Regions from separate parts of the Gossypium hirsutum genome. Here region 2 is linked to region 1. The links are chromatin contacts, called in public Hi-C maps. All regions are on one chromosome and are shown on one strand. The core of a region is the stretch at or near the end of the contact, and the rest is flanking DNA. Distances in the headings are between cores, read along the strand shown.

Region 1 (6,151 bases), core at 462-2,961:
AAATCCACTGGCTAGTTATCACTTGCCAAAACTTGTATTTTTCTTCAAATCCCTTTTTCCTCATTTGTGTGATTTCCCATAGTTGACATCCTGGCTGACTACCCCTTGTTTAGTGTCCTAATGGACTCCATATGATGCCATAGCCGAGGAACGATGTTACTCAATTTAAACTCTTTTGTGCCCCATGGTCGAGCCATGGTCTTACACATTATGAACCCATGTTTAACATCCTGGCAGACTACCTCCAGTTTATTGTTCTGGTGGACTCCATATGCTGCCATAGCCGAGATATGGTCTTACACCACATAACTCCATGATTAGCGTCCTGACAGACTATGTTGGTTTCCATAGCCGATCTATGGTCTTACACTACATAAACCCATTATTGATAGGAGAAAGTAAATGAGAAAGTAAATGAGAAAAAGACTAAGTATAAAGCTACAACCTTAATTAATGGTTCTAATAATATGGATGACCCTGACCACCGAGTTATCGCTGAAGTTTTTAGTCTTGAAAGATACGATCAGGTTCTATTTTAGGGATTTGGAAAATTCAATTTGAAATAGTGGAACAATGCACAATAAAATTTTAAAAATTTTCTTTTAAACTGATCGATTGTGGTGTTTATAGCAATAAACCCTTTCACTTGGATCGTACATGTGCTTTAGATTAGGCGAACTAAGTCATTACTTTAGATTAAAATTTTATATATAGGCAACTTAATATTTTTTAATGTTAATATTATAGTATTATATATTACTCCGGATTTAATTTTTATGTGTTATATATTACATACTATATAAAAATAACATAATAGAATATATTAGAAACTTAGAAACCGGTTAGGCTAAGTTTGGGCCTTGAAGGTTTGAGCTTGAGCCGACTCGTATCTTAAACGAGCCTATTTTTTTTGCCTAAACCCACATTTTGGGCCTAATATTTTTGCTAAACCCTTTTAAATTTTAGGTAGACCTTCGGGTTTGGACAGGTAATCCAACCCTTGAACAAGTTTAGTTACGAGTAACAACAGAAATTGTTTTTAAAAAAAGAAATAAATATCAAAACTATACATGAACTTTGATCCAATGTGCAATATTATAAAATAAACTTTGATTTTGTGCAATTTTATAAATGATTTTTTTATTTGATTTAGCTTTTTTAAATCACTAATAATGTTATCGAATTAGCACCATTTTACATTGATATATTGTATGCACAAATAATTATATTAATCAAATATGAAAATTAATGTATGTATTTATTTCTTTAAATGTGTACATTTAAATCAAAATCAAAGTTTCATGCATACATATAAACCACAAATTAAGTTTCATGTGTATAATTGTACCAAATCAATGCTCATGTATCAAATTGCACATTGGATTAAAGTTCACGTATAAATTTGATATTTATTTTTTTTAAAAATAGTCAAACATTATTATCTTAATCCACCTTTAAAAATACAATATTCATCGAATATTCAAATTAGTCAAATATTCGTATTATTATTTTTTGAATATTAATTTCATTATAAGTTATTATCGTATCTGCTTCTTTTAATATAATGTTTAAAACTACCTATACCTCCTCCTCACATTTTTTGAAGTAAAATTGGAATGCATTAAAGAGAGGATATGTGGTACACTGATCAAAGTTCTGAAAGTACCAGCTGTCTAACAACTGTCAATAGAGTATTGATAACCGAGGCGGTGCCTCGGGTTTGCCTAACAATAAAGAAAAAGAAAAAATAAAAGAAATTGAAACGCCTCTTTTAAGGCCCTAATCAAAGCAAAAACCTAAGTAAACTGAAGAAAGCCTAAATCCTATCATCTATCATAATCACGTTTCCTCTTCTTTGCATCTGTAGTTGTGGTGGAGTATACTGGTAGTGCCTTTTCATCACTGCAAAGAGTCTCATTGAGGCGCTCTATCAGATTTCTCCTAAATCTGAGTTCATAGAGGGTGGTGAGGAGAGTCGTTTTTGTGTTGCATCCCCGGACTTAGACAAAAATGTCCAATTTCTACCGATTCTAGAGCCTTCTTTGGTCGTTGGCGATGATGGGTTCAATCTCCGTCAGTAAATATGAGGATAATACACTTCAGTCCAATTAAACTCATGTCCTCCTACATTAACAACAATATCAATACCAATTGAGTTAAGACTCAATCCACTACTAAATTAATTTTTAAAAGCTTAAAATAATTGAATTGATATTATGTTTGAATATTCGAATATATTCTCCATATAATTAAAACATATTCAGATAATAAATATTTAAACATCCAGATTTAATTTGTAAATAGTAATTTAATATCCAAATTCACTAATTATCCTACTTTACAAAATCCAAATCTGTAAAAAGATGAATTAATATTGGGTAAACTATACAAATGGTCACCCAATTATGCTTGCATTCCTATTTTGGTCACTCAACTTTAAAAAAAAATTTAATTTAGGCACTAAGGTTTGAATTTGTTCCTATTTTGGTCACCTGTTGTTAAATTGATTATGGGCCTCACTGGTATACTAACACATTTAGTCCTCAATACTTACTTATTCTATCAACTTGATCCTAATTCTAAATAATTGAATAAATTTAACCCTTCACATTTACAAATTATATAAATTTGATCATCAACCTTCCTAATCAAAGCTTTTAGCTTCTAAAACAAAGGCATTCCACATCTATAAATTTGTAAAACCCAAAAAAAGAAAAAAAATCTTCACTCAACTAATGAACCATTTTTCGAACCAATTCCTAATACCAATGAGTTTATCTTGAAACTTTATTTCCTTTTATTTTTTTCATTAGTGTTCTTCTAAATATAATATTTTATAATATTTTGATTGACAAAATTTTAGCTAATGAAAATGAAAAACCTTAAAAAAATTACTTTAGATTTATTCTTGTTGTTAGCAGTAGGATGTTTCCTTCAAGGTACATAGAAATCGTCATTGAAATTGGAAATTAAATAAAAAATTTAAAATTATGACTTTGAAAAATTCAATTGTTCAATCAATAATTATATAAGAAAAAATATGAACATTTAATTTTTCATAAAAAATGTAAAAGAATTAATTGAATTTCCTTTTGTTATATTGATAATTTTTTTTTTTGATTTTATAAACTAATTAGGAGACTATACGTGTTCTATTTATTTTTAACTTTTAAATCCATAATAAGTCGTACGTATCACTAACAATCTCAAATAATTTAATAAATTAATTTAAAAAATTATGCAAAATTAATTTTTAAAAATATTAAATTATTTATATAATTTTATTATATATTATATTTTTAAAATTTTTATTTTCTATTATTTTTAATGGTGATTAGTTAATTTCTAAAACTAACTTCTTAAAATTATAAACAAAAGGATTATGTACCAAATTAGATAATTTCAACCATAAATAAAACAATTAAAAGATGTGGAATGTCTCTGTTTTAAAAGTTGAAAGCTTTGGTTAGAAAATTTGAGGATCAAATTGATAGAATTTGTAAATGTGAAAGGTTAAGTTTATTGAATTATATAGAATTAGAACCAAATTGATAGAATAAGTATTGAGGACTAAATGTGTTATTATACCAGTTAGAAAAAAGCTTTTCATTGTCAATTTAACGACAGGTGATCAAAACAAGAATGGATTCAATCATTAGTACCTAAATTAAAAAAATTTGAAACTAGATGGCCAAAATAGAAATGCTAACATAGTTGGGTGACCACTTGTATATTTAACTCAGATATTAAGTTTTTACTACACATTATCATTCAAATTAATTTGGGAGATATATTTAGAAGTGATAAGCTTCAAAGGTATATTGAGATTAGATTAAGGCCTGCCCAAAAAGCTCGAAACAACCCCCCGAAAAAAGAAATTATGCCATAAATTGGGTCACCAATTAGGCCCATTTGAGGAAAACGTGTGCTTTTTTATTTTATTAAAAGTTTTGCCGATGATCTTTTGGGTGTGGTGATAAAATTGAGATTTTGAGACTTTAATGTGAGTTATATCATATGTAAATGTTAACTTTAGATTCTCTTTTAAATTATTTTAGGTTTAGAATTTATTTTGTATGAGTTCTATTTAGTCATATTTCGATTTTCAACTTGTCAATGGCATCTCAATTCAATAAAAGTGAATAGAGTTCGAAAAGAAGAATTTTTTTAAAAAAAATGGATTAATGCTTAATTTAGCCCTCAAAGTTGTATCCAATAATCACTTTAATACTTAATTTTTAAAATTTTTAATACAAATTTTTGTTAACTTTGAGGACTTTAATGCCCATTCCTTAATTTTTTTAAATTTTATGTTTTTTTTAAACTAAAAGTATATTTTTATGATTTATGGAGTTTTTATATTTAAAAAAAAATCTGATTTTTAATGTTATGAGTTGTTTTTATTTTTTGGCATTTTTAATTTTGAATTTATTTAGAAAAAGGGCGCAACATGGTACATTGGGCCTTGGAGTATGAAATTTTAGATACTAAACTAATAAAAAAAGTGATAATAGGGTAGAATTATGGAGGAGCACATAAATATCCTTATTATATTAATATTTAGAATATAATTTATAATTTATTACTTTTATTATATATTTCTGACTTGACTTGTAATGATCATTAATATAATTTATTTATTTTACTAAATTAATGTTACTTTCATAAAAAAGTAATTTTATTACACTTTATTGTTAGTATAAATAAAAAAAGCAGTCATTAATAAAAAAAATATAAAAAATTTAAGCCCCTCAAAATTGAAAGGAAATGGATATAATGTTACGTGTGGTATACCTTTGTTACAACAAAATAATTGGAGCTGTCAACGTCCGTGGTCTTACAAATATAATATTTGGTTAAGAGAATAATGGTGCATGGCGTGAAGGATGATTGAAAGGCTTGCCAAATATTTCTTTTATATTACCAAACCCCTATTTTTCTTCAAATTTTATCCTCATAATTAATACAAACATATTCAACTTCATCAAAATCATCCAAATAAAACCTTGAGATGATGTTATAATTATCCTCATAATTAATTTTGCTGACGTGATATACACGTACATTGTTATGTGGATGACATGTCAGCATTTAATTAAGTTTTAAAAATTAAAAATCATTTTAAAAAGTATAAAAATAAAAGAAATTAAAATTTAAAAGTTTAATTAAATGCTAACATGTCATCTATGAATATGTTGTGCTAGCAAAGTTAATAAACATTAAATTTTTCATCTATTTCGAGTGATTTGACAAAAATACAAGTTTAAATGCTAAAAGAGACAAAAAAAATTTTTAAATAAAAACTAAAATAACTTGTTTTTACAAAATTAAAATAGAACCAAAAAAAAATCATTATACCTTTTTAAGCTTGAATCTTAATAATTACGATCTCGAATCTCACAAAATTTTAAAATAAAACTTATTTATTAGTTCATTTCTAATACCGAATACAAAAACCTCATCATTTTCAAAAATAAAATACTATTTTGCTACAACTATTTAGAAATATTGTCCATTAGGGGTAAGCAATGATTTAATCATTTATTGATCAATTCAAACTATGGATTTTGAATTAATTTTCAATTTCAAATTAGAATAAACATTTTTATCTTTATATATTTTTATTAGTTTATAATGTGCAATTGCTAAAAAATCATAACCTCACTGGTAAATATTTAGTTTTTTTTAATTATGTGATTTTAACTTTATTTATGGTTTTGGTTATCTATATATGTAAAAGAAAAATTAAGATCTAAAGATTGAATTTAGAATGTATAATCCAATACCTTTGAATATCAATCCTACTTAAATGAATTTTTTTTTGGGTCTATATCAGAGTATTCATCATCAATTTTTTTCGTTAGTGTTTCTTAAAAGGAGTAAATAATTAATTATGAAATATGCTTATTTTTATGGGTAAGAATCGAATTTCCTATCATATGATTAATAAATAAGATGAGTAAACTATAGATGAGGAAAAAAAGAAAAAGGAAGTAATTGATAAATATTGTGAGGTATGAATCTTCAAAAAGTGGTGACGCCAACACTAGCCATCCTTAGTGGAAACCCACTTGAGATTGCACTAAAAAAGAAATAGCCAATGTATGGGTGACGTTATTTTCTCATTATCCAAACAAGTATACATAGAATA
Region 2 (7,010 bases), core at 2,048-4,547, 210 kb before region 1:
GAGGCACCTGACTGATACAGTCGAATCATAAAGATGGGCGATGGGCTTTTGTTATGCTATTTAGAATAATAAATTACATTTTTAATTTATTTTCGAATTATTTTCTTAATATAAAAGTGCAATATGATATATATATTTAAGTTTACTCAATTTTTGCAAACTTGTTATGGATTTTGACTTCTATTTTATAATTAATAAATCGATGTTATTCATGCATGTCTATTTGTAAACTACTTGCGTACCCTTGTAGTGTTAGTATTATTATATGCAAAACCCTAGATATGTTTACCATATTTACATACGTACCCATAGCTTTGCGAACCCTTACATGTGTGCGAACCCATGAATTTATGCCAACCTTGTTTAATTGTGATAGTATTTTGCATGCATGTTTCCTTATAAGCAAAGCCTAATAATTAGTGAATCTACAATGTATGAGCAATTTAAGTGTTAAGTAAACTATTAGTGTTTTGTGAATTTAAGATTTAAAAATCACTATATACGAGCTATGTATGATTGTGATACGAACCTGTAAATATTTCTAAGTGTTTGGAATTATTGTTTCACATAATAGTGAACTCTAATTATTTTGCATGCGAACCCTTGTGTTTCATGAATGTATGGTTTTCCACTACTTTATCTTCATCTTCTTTATCTTGATCTTCACTTCAAGCTATATCTTCATTTTCATCTTCATCTTGTTTCTCCTTGGTTGAGTGTGGCGTCGTCCTAGGTTGCCATCGTATGTTGTCTGCTCTACTAACATGTTGTTGCCAAGATAAGCCACCTGGGTAAAACAATGACATCGAGGGGGTTTGCATCATTATCAGCAAATAAGCGTATGATGTCGCATAACTCGATTGCGGATAAAATGTTAGAATTATCGGTGATGTGAGATACACCGGTGTTGTTGTAGGCATTGTCATATAATATAGTGTTGGGGACAGATGTGGTGCAAAAAATATACCTGCATACAAGGTACGATGGTGCATAGTGTGATGCTTGTGTAAAAATAACAGACTTAGTGAAAATACCGAAATAATATGAACTATACTGACTCGAAGTGGTGTAACCATCGGTGCCTCATGTTGGGTTGGAGCTTATGATGACTTTGCTGAGGTGGCATGTAGTCCTGACCTAGGATTCATGCGGAATCATCTTGGCCTCCTACGAGACGTTGCCTAGCCCTTTCCTCCTCCGACAGTAGATATGACTTGTCGTGATGTCTAATCATCTCATGTAGTCCAGAGAGGTAACCAATTCTAGTGCAAGAACAAGGTTGGGAATAGGTATGAAATCATACCTATGCTCCCAAATGTTGATATATTTCTTGTGAAATTTCGCCCAATCTTTGTCAATCTTCCCCCGTAAATTGACCTTGTGCAATTCTTCGAGGTCCTCAGGTGACGGCAGAATAGTTTGCCTAAACCCGAATTGGCATAGCAATCAGTTGGATTCGTGCATCTACACTGTCACGAAAACTATCAATGACACCTTAACGTGCTAGATATTGCAATCGGTAAAAAATTCGTCCGAGATGCATTCTTGAATTTTTGGATCGGCGTATGACATCCATTCAAACTATAGTATGAAATTATAAATTTTATTATCTATCTAATATTAAGTTTCAAATCCTTACGTAAATATTATATAATTAAAAAATTCAAAAACTAACATTCGCTTCCGATCGTTGATTTAATAGTAGCTGAATGTCTTCGAGCTCGCTCGCTATACCCACATGAATTGCCCCATTGTTTCACCTATTTAAGTAATATGTTATTTCAAAAATATAATAATGAATAAATATTATGATAACTATATTATCAAATGAAATTTACTTTGTTACGAGTAGGAATCAATAAAGGGTGTTGACTCAAGGACATAAAAATAGTAACCGGTATCATGCCCATGACTGTAGAAGGAGTATGCAACCACCGATTTTAATTTTTTATGGTTGCTTCACTCGACACATCTTTCGGTATAGTGTGGCCAACATGGTTGATCCTCAACTGAGTTGCCTCACTTCTTTCAAGTCGACAAGTTGTAGTAGCCACCTTAGATGTACTAGATTTCAAGATTTATCGAACATTAGAATACCCCCGGTTAACCTCAGGATGAATGCTCGGGGGTATTGTTGTCTTTCAATGGAACTTGCGGAGTTGTTGCGATAATTGAAAATTTCTTCCAACCATTTCATCTCTATTCGGCTACTAAAAAACTTCTCCAACACCTTGCCTACTAGTGCATCGCAAATGTTGCTCCAATCGCCAATGTCCACTACCCTCGTAACGATTGGCCTATCCACCGATAAATTGATTTGTAATGCTACGTCTCCAAGTGTGATTGTATACTCACTGCATGAAAGATGAAATATGTGTCTTGGGTCTCTATCTTTCCACCAATGCGTTGATAAATGTGGGATCTAGTTTACACCCCCTGAGCATATGAGACACATGCAAAAATCCCACCTCTTGCAAGTCTTCTTCAATTACACGCAGTGCCCTTGCAAATAAATTGAGGATGTACGTCTCTAAAATTTGATCTTCGGCCTAATTATATAAACATAAAAAAATATAAATTTAATTATATTAACAACTTAATAATGAACTTAATTAAAATTAAAAAACTAAAAAATATATTTTCTTACCATTTGCAATTAAACATCAAAAATGTGCTTGCCATTGAAATGAATTAGCAGAATTGCCATTATAAAAACCAATTAAAAACAAATAAGTTACGAAATATAAAATTAAAACAACAATATCTTTAGAGAAATTATCTTTTAAAAACTGAAAACTAAAACCTTAGAGAATTGAGAGAATTAAAAAAATTGCAATTTTAATGCAAAAGAAAAAAATGACTTGAGTTTATATAATAAATAAACTAGTTGTTTTTTATCCTTGGAAATAAGTTGCTGTTTTTAGCCTATTTCTCTTTTTTTTAAAAAAAAAAATACATATTTCTCTAGTTTAGCTAATATAAATAACTAAATTAATTATAAATATTAAAAAGCTAAAATTTAAATTATTTTTATTTTCGTAACAATTTTCAGAAAAAAATGATTACTATTTTTAAAGGATAAAATTAATATCTCATAATATTTTTAAAGAAAAATATTGTATTATTTTTTAAAATAGATAAACCAAATATGTGTGAGAAAAACCAAAGTTTATCCATTCTGCGTATATGGGAAGATAAGAATAAACAGGACAAAACAAACTCAAAAGGTCAAATCCCAATCTGTCTCAAAACCTGCCACGTCATCACTATATCCATTCCCCCAAGTCCCCGAGCTAACTTAACGACTTTCCTTTCTTCCAATAAAAAATTGCCATGTCACCATGACTTTTATGTTTAAATTACTCAGTCCCCTCCTTTTCTTCACATTGTCAGAGGACAAACCACCGCTTAAAAAAAAAATTCCCCGTTGTCGTAAAAACATGAACCCAAATCAGACGGTGGAGGATGAATCCCATCCGTCCATCACCGCCGCGAGCCGCCGTATCCAGTGTCTGTCCCTTACCTGACCCCGCTTCCACCTTCTCAACCTTCACCCCAACTCAACATGCTAACATGCGCCAAGGCGGCCAATAAACTGGAGGTTGACAAAGTCTCTCTCTCAACCTACATGAGAGGGAAAAACAGGGATATTCAAGAGAAAATCATTGAATTTTTCGAGTCAAGGCCCGATTTACAAACCCCGGTCGGGGTTTCAATGAATGAACATAGGGAGCTTTGTATGAGACAGCTGGTTGCGTTGGTTAGAGAAGCAAAGATCAAGCCTTTTAGATATGTTGTTGATGACCCCGCTAAGTATTTCGCCATTACTGAAGCTATTGGGAGTATTGATGTATCTCTTGGGATCAAACTTGGAGTCCAGTTTAGGTATATTAAAGATTCAATCTTGGTTGCTTTTTGGAGTTTGGGTATTTAAATTTATGAAAGTTATTCATGTTTTAAGTTTTGGAATCTGGGTTTTATGGGGAGTGTGTGTGTGTGTGTGTGTATGTGTGTTTTTTTTTTTTGTAAATGAGGAATTTATTGGTTTTGGATTAATCGTAGTGAGTTGGAATGCTTAAAATTGTGCAGTCTTTGGGGAGGTTCAGTGCTGAACTTAGGAACTGAAAAGCATAGGGATAAATATTTTGATGGAATCGACAATCTGGATTATCCTGGGTGTTTCGCCATGACAGAACTACACCACGGTAAGCTCTCTGTTTCAACCATGACAATCTGGGTTTTCTTGTTATAAATTATGGTGGTGTTTTTTATGTATAAAAAACTAAACCGTGAAATTTATGTGGATTTTGAAAGGCTCAAATGTACAAGGTCTTCAAACCACGGCAACATTTGATCCAGTTACAGATGAATTCATCATTGACACACCAAATGACGGAGCCATCAAATGGTGGATTGGCAATGTTGCTGTTCATGGCAAATTCGCAACGGTTTTCGCTAAACTTATTTTACCAACTCATGACTCCAAAAAAGTTTCCGATATGGGAGTCCATGCTTTCATTGTCCCAATAAGGGATTTAAACACTCTCCAAACACTTCCCGGAATTGAAATCCACGATTGTGGCCATAAAGTTGGTTTGAATGGAGTTGATAATGGAGCACTGCGATTCCGTTCAGTTCGAATCCCCCGAGATAACCTTCTTAATCGATTCGGCGATGTTTCTCAAGATGGAAAATACACTAGTAGTCTCCCTACTATAAACAAACGTTTCGCTGCCATGTTAGGTGAACTTGTAGGTGGGAGGGTCGGCCTTGCATATGCTTCCGTTGGCTTCCTCAAGATTTCGGTCACTATCGCTGTTCGATACTCCTTACTACGCCAGCAATTTGGTCCTCCCGAACAGCCTGAAGTCAGCATTCTTGATTATCAATCACAACAGCACAAGCTCATGCCGATGCTGGCTTCATCTTATGCATTTCATTTTGCTACTCAGTATTTGGTCCAGAAATATTCGGAGATGAAGAAGATGCACGATGAACAACTCGTTGCTGACGTACATGCACTTTCCGCAGGCCTTAAGGCCTACGTGACATCATATACAGCAAAGTCATTGAGTACCTGCAGGGAAGCCTGCGGAGGCCATGGATATGCTGCTGTCAACCGGTTTGGTAGCTTGAGGAACGATCACGATATTTTCCAGACATTTGAAGGAGACAACACAGTACTTATGCAACAGGTTTCAGACACCTTGCTTGAAAACTTAAATGTCTTTTTTCAGTTTTCCTTCATTAGACCTTGAATTTGCTTTTTGATACAACTTAATGAGACTTCTTCTTGGGATCTATCTAGGTAGCTGCTGATCTATTGAAGCAATATAAAGACAAGTTCCAAGGTGGTACTCTTTCTGTTACATGGAACTACTTGCGAGAATCTATGAACACATACTTGTCACAGCCGAATCCTATAATTGCTCGATGGGAAAGCGCTGATCACTTGCGAGACCCTAAATTCCAGTTGGATGCCTTCAGGGTGAGTGTTATCTTTGTTATTGTACATTATCGTTTCATAGTGTAAATTGTAACAATAAGATTTCTACAATTTTGGTTTTTAGTACCGAACCTCGAGACTGCTCCAAAGTGTAGCAGCATGGCTCCGGAAGCACTCGAAAACTCTAGGCACCTTTGGTGCTTGGAATAGGTGCCTGAATCACCTTCTGTTGCTTGCAGAGTCTCATACTGAGTCTGTCATCCTTGCAAAGTTTATCGAAGCTGTGCACAAGTACATCCTTAACTCTAATATTTTCCGCTTACCATGCGCATACTTTCTGAGTTTCTAACTGAGCTTGAAATTGAATTCCAGTTGTCCTGATGCAAGAAGTAGAGCTGCTCTAAAACTCGTTTGCGATCTTTATGCGCTGGACCACATCTGGAACGACATAGGAACTTACCGTAATGTTGATTATGTTGCTCCTAACAAAGCCAAGGTATGGAGTCCAAATCAGAAAGAAGTATAGAGCATATGTCCCAAGTATTGGTGTTTCATTAGTAACTCTGTTTTCCTTTATGCAGGCAATCCACAAGCTCACAGAGTACCTATGTTTTCAAGTGAGAAACATTGCAGGGGAACTTGTCGATGGATTTGATCTTCCGGCATCTGTTACACGAGCCCCGATTGCGATGCAGTCAGAAGCATATGCGCAGTACACGCACCATATTGGGTTCTAATGACTTGCACCCACCCCCCCCCCCCCCAACCCAAAAAAGAAAATATGCAATGTCAATCGCCATCGCCATATGTAAATAAATTTAACCCAAAAAGATACCCAAGTGGTTTCCTTGACTGATAGGATTTTTTTTAGCCTTTTTATCATATTGTTTTCTTTTTTAATATCAGAAATTTTATACTACATCACATTTCATGAAAAAAATTAATGTAAAATATATTTTATTTATGAGAAAATATTTAATAATAATTATTAGTGGAATTATAAAAGAATTGTGTTCAAATTTTGTTAATATAGATTCAATCTTTGAAGATATCATTTTTAAAAACTTGAAAAAGATAAAAACACCATCATAATAAATATAAATTAATTTTTGTTATTATTTAAAAAAATAAATAATTTTTTTACCAATTTAGCTGACATTCACTTTAGAGAAAAGCTATATAATAAGAATAAATATATGACCATTGTGTTCATTAACATGTTAGATTGTTAGTTAGTGCTCCTAATGAAGGATGTTGACTACAAGTAACTGTATATATACCATGATCTCTTTATTTGGTGTTTCATTACGTTCTTTATAAAATTTCATGTTTGTTTTTTTTTTAATGCTAAATACGCCTATAAAATCTTTCAACCAAAATTTTGAAGTCATATTTTGAAAATGTACATTCAATAATTATTTATTGTAATAGAAATAACATTTTAAAATTTATTTAAGAATTACTGATAAGTCTTCGCCAGAATTCTTAATAAAAACCATTTACTTAATTAAAATAATTTTAAAAATAATCTATAAAATGATTTTGATAATTATTGGCATGAATT

Evidence for each region. A called contact is a pair of places that touch in the nucleus more often than the background predicts.
Region 2: a Hi-C map of leaf shows a contact between it and region 1, with 2.0 times the contacts expected there. The contact joins two enhancer-like sites. A contact is called at or near these places in 2 of 34 Hi-C or Micro-C datasets (leaf and petal).

The regions. Positions count from the first base shown.
Region 1 is chrD10:14,728,986-14,735,136 of Gossypium_hirsutum_v2.1, reverse strand. No RefSeq gene overlaps it. Among protein-coding and RNA genes, the nearest start is that of LOC107914383, 29 kb to the left of the region's middle. Within about 2 kb of position 1,711, at least 7 of the 9 cell types and tissues checked have an H3K27ac peak or open chromatin away from gene starts, as enhancers often do. A contact at or near this core is called in leaf, where this site is marked.
Region 2 is chrD10:14,935,793-14,942,802 of Gossypium_hirsutum_v2.1, reverse strand. It overlaps the pseudogene LOC107915340. Among protein-coding and RNA genes, the nearest start is that of LOC121222271, 54 kb to the right of the region's middle. Within about 2 kb of position 3,297, at least 9 of the 9 cell types and tissues checked have an H3K27ac peak or open chromatin away from gene starts, as enhancers often do. A contact at or near this core is called in leaf, where this site is marked.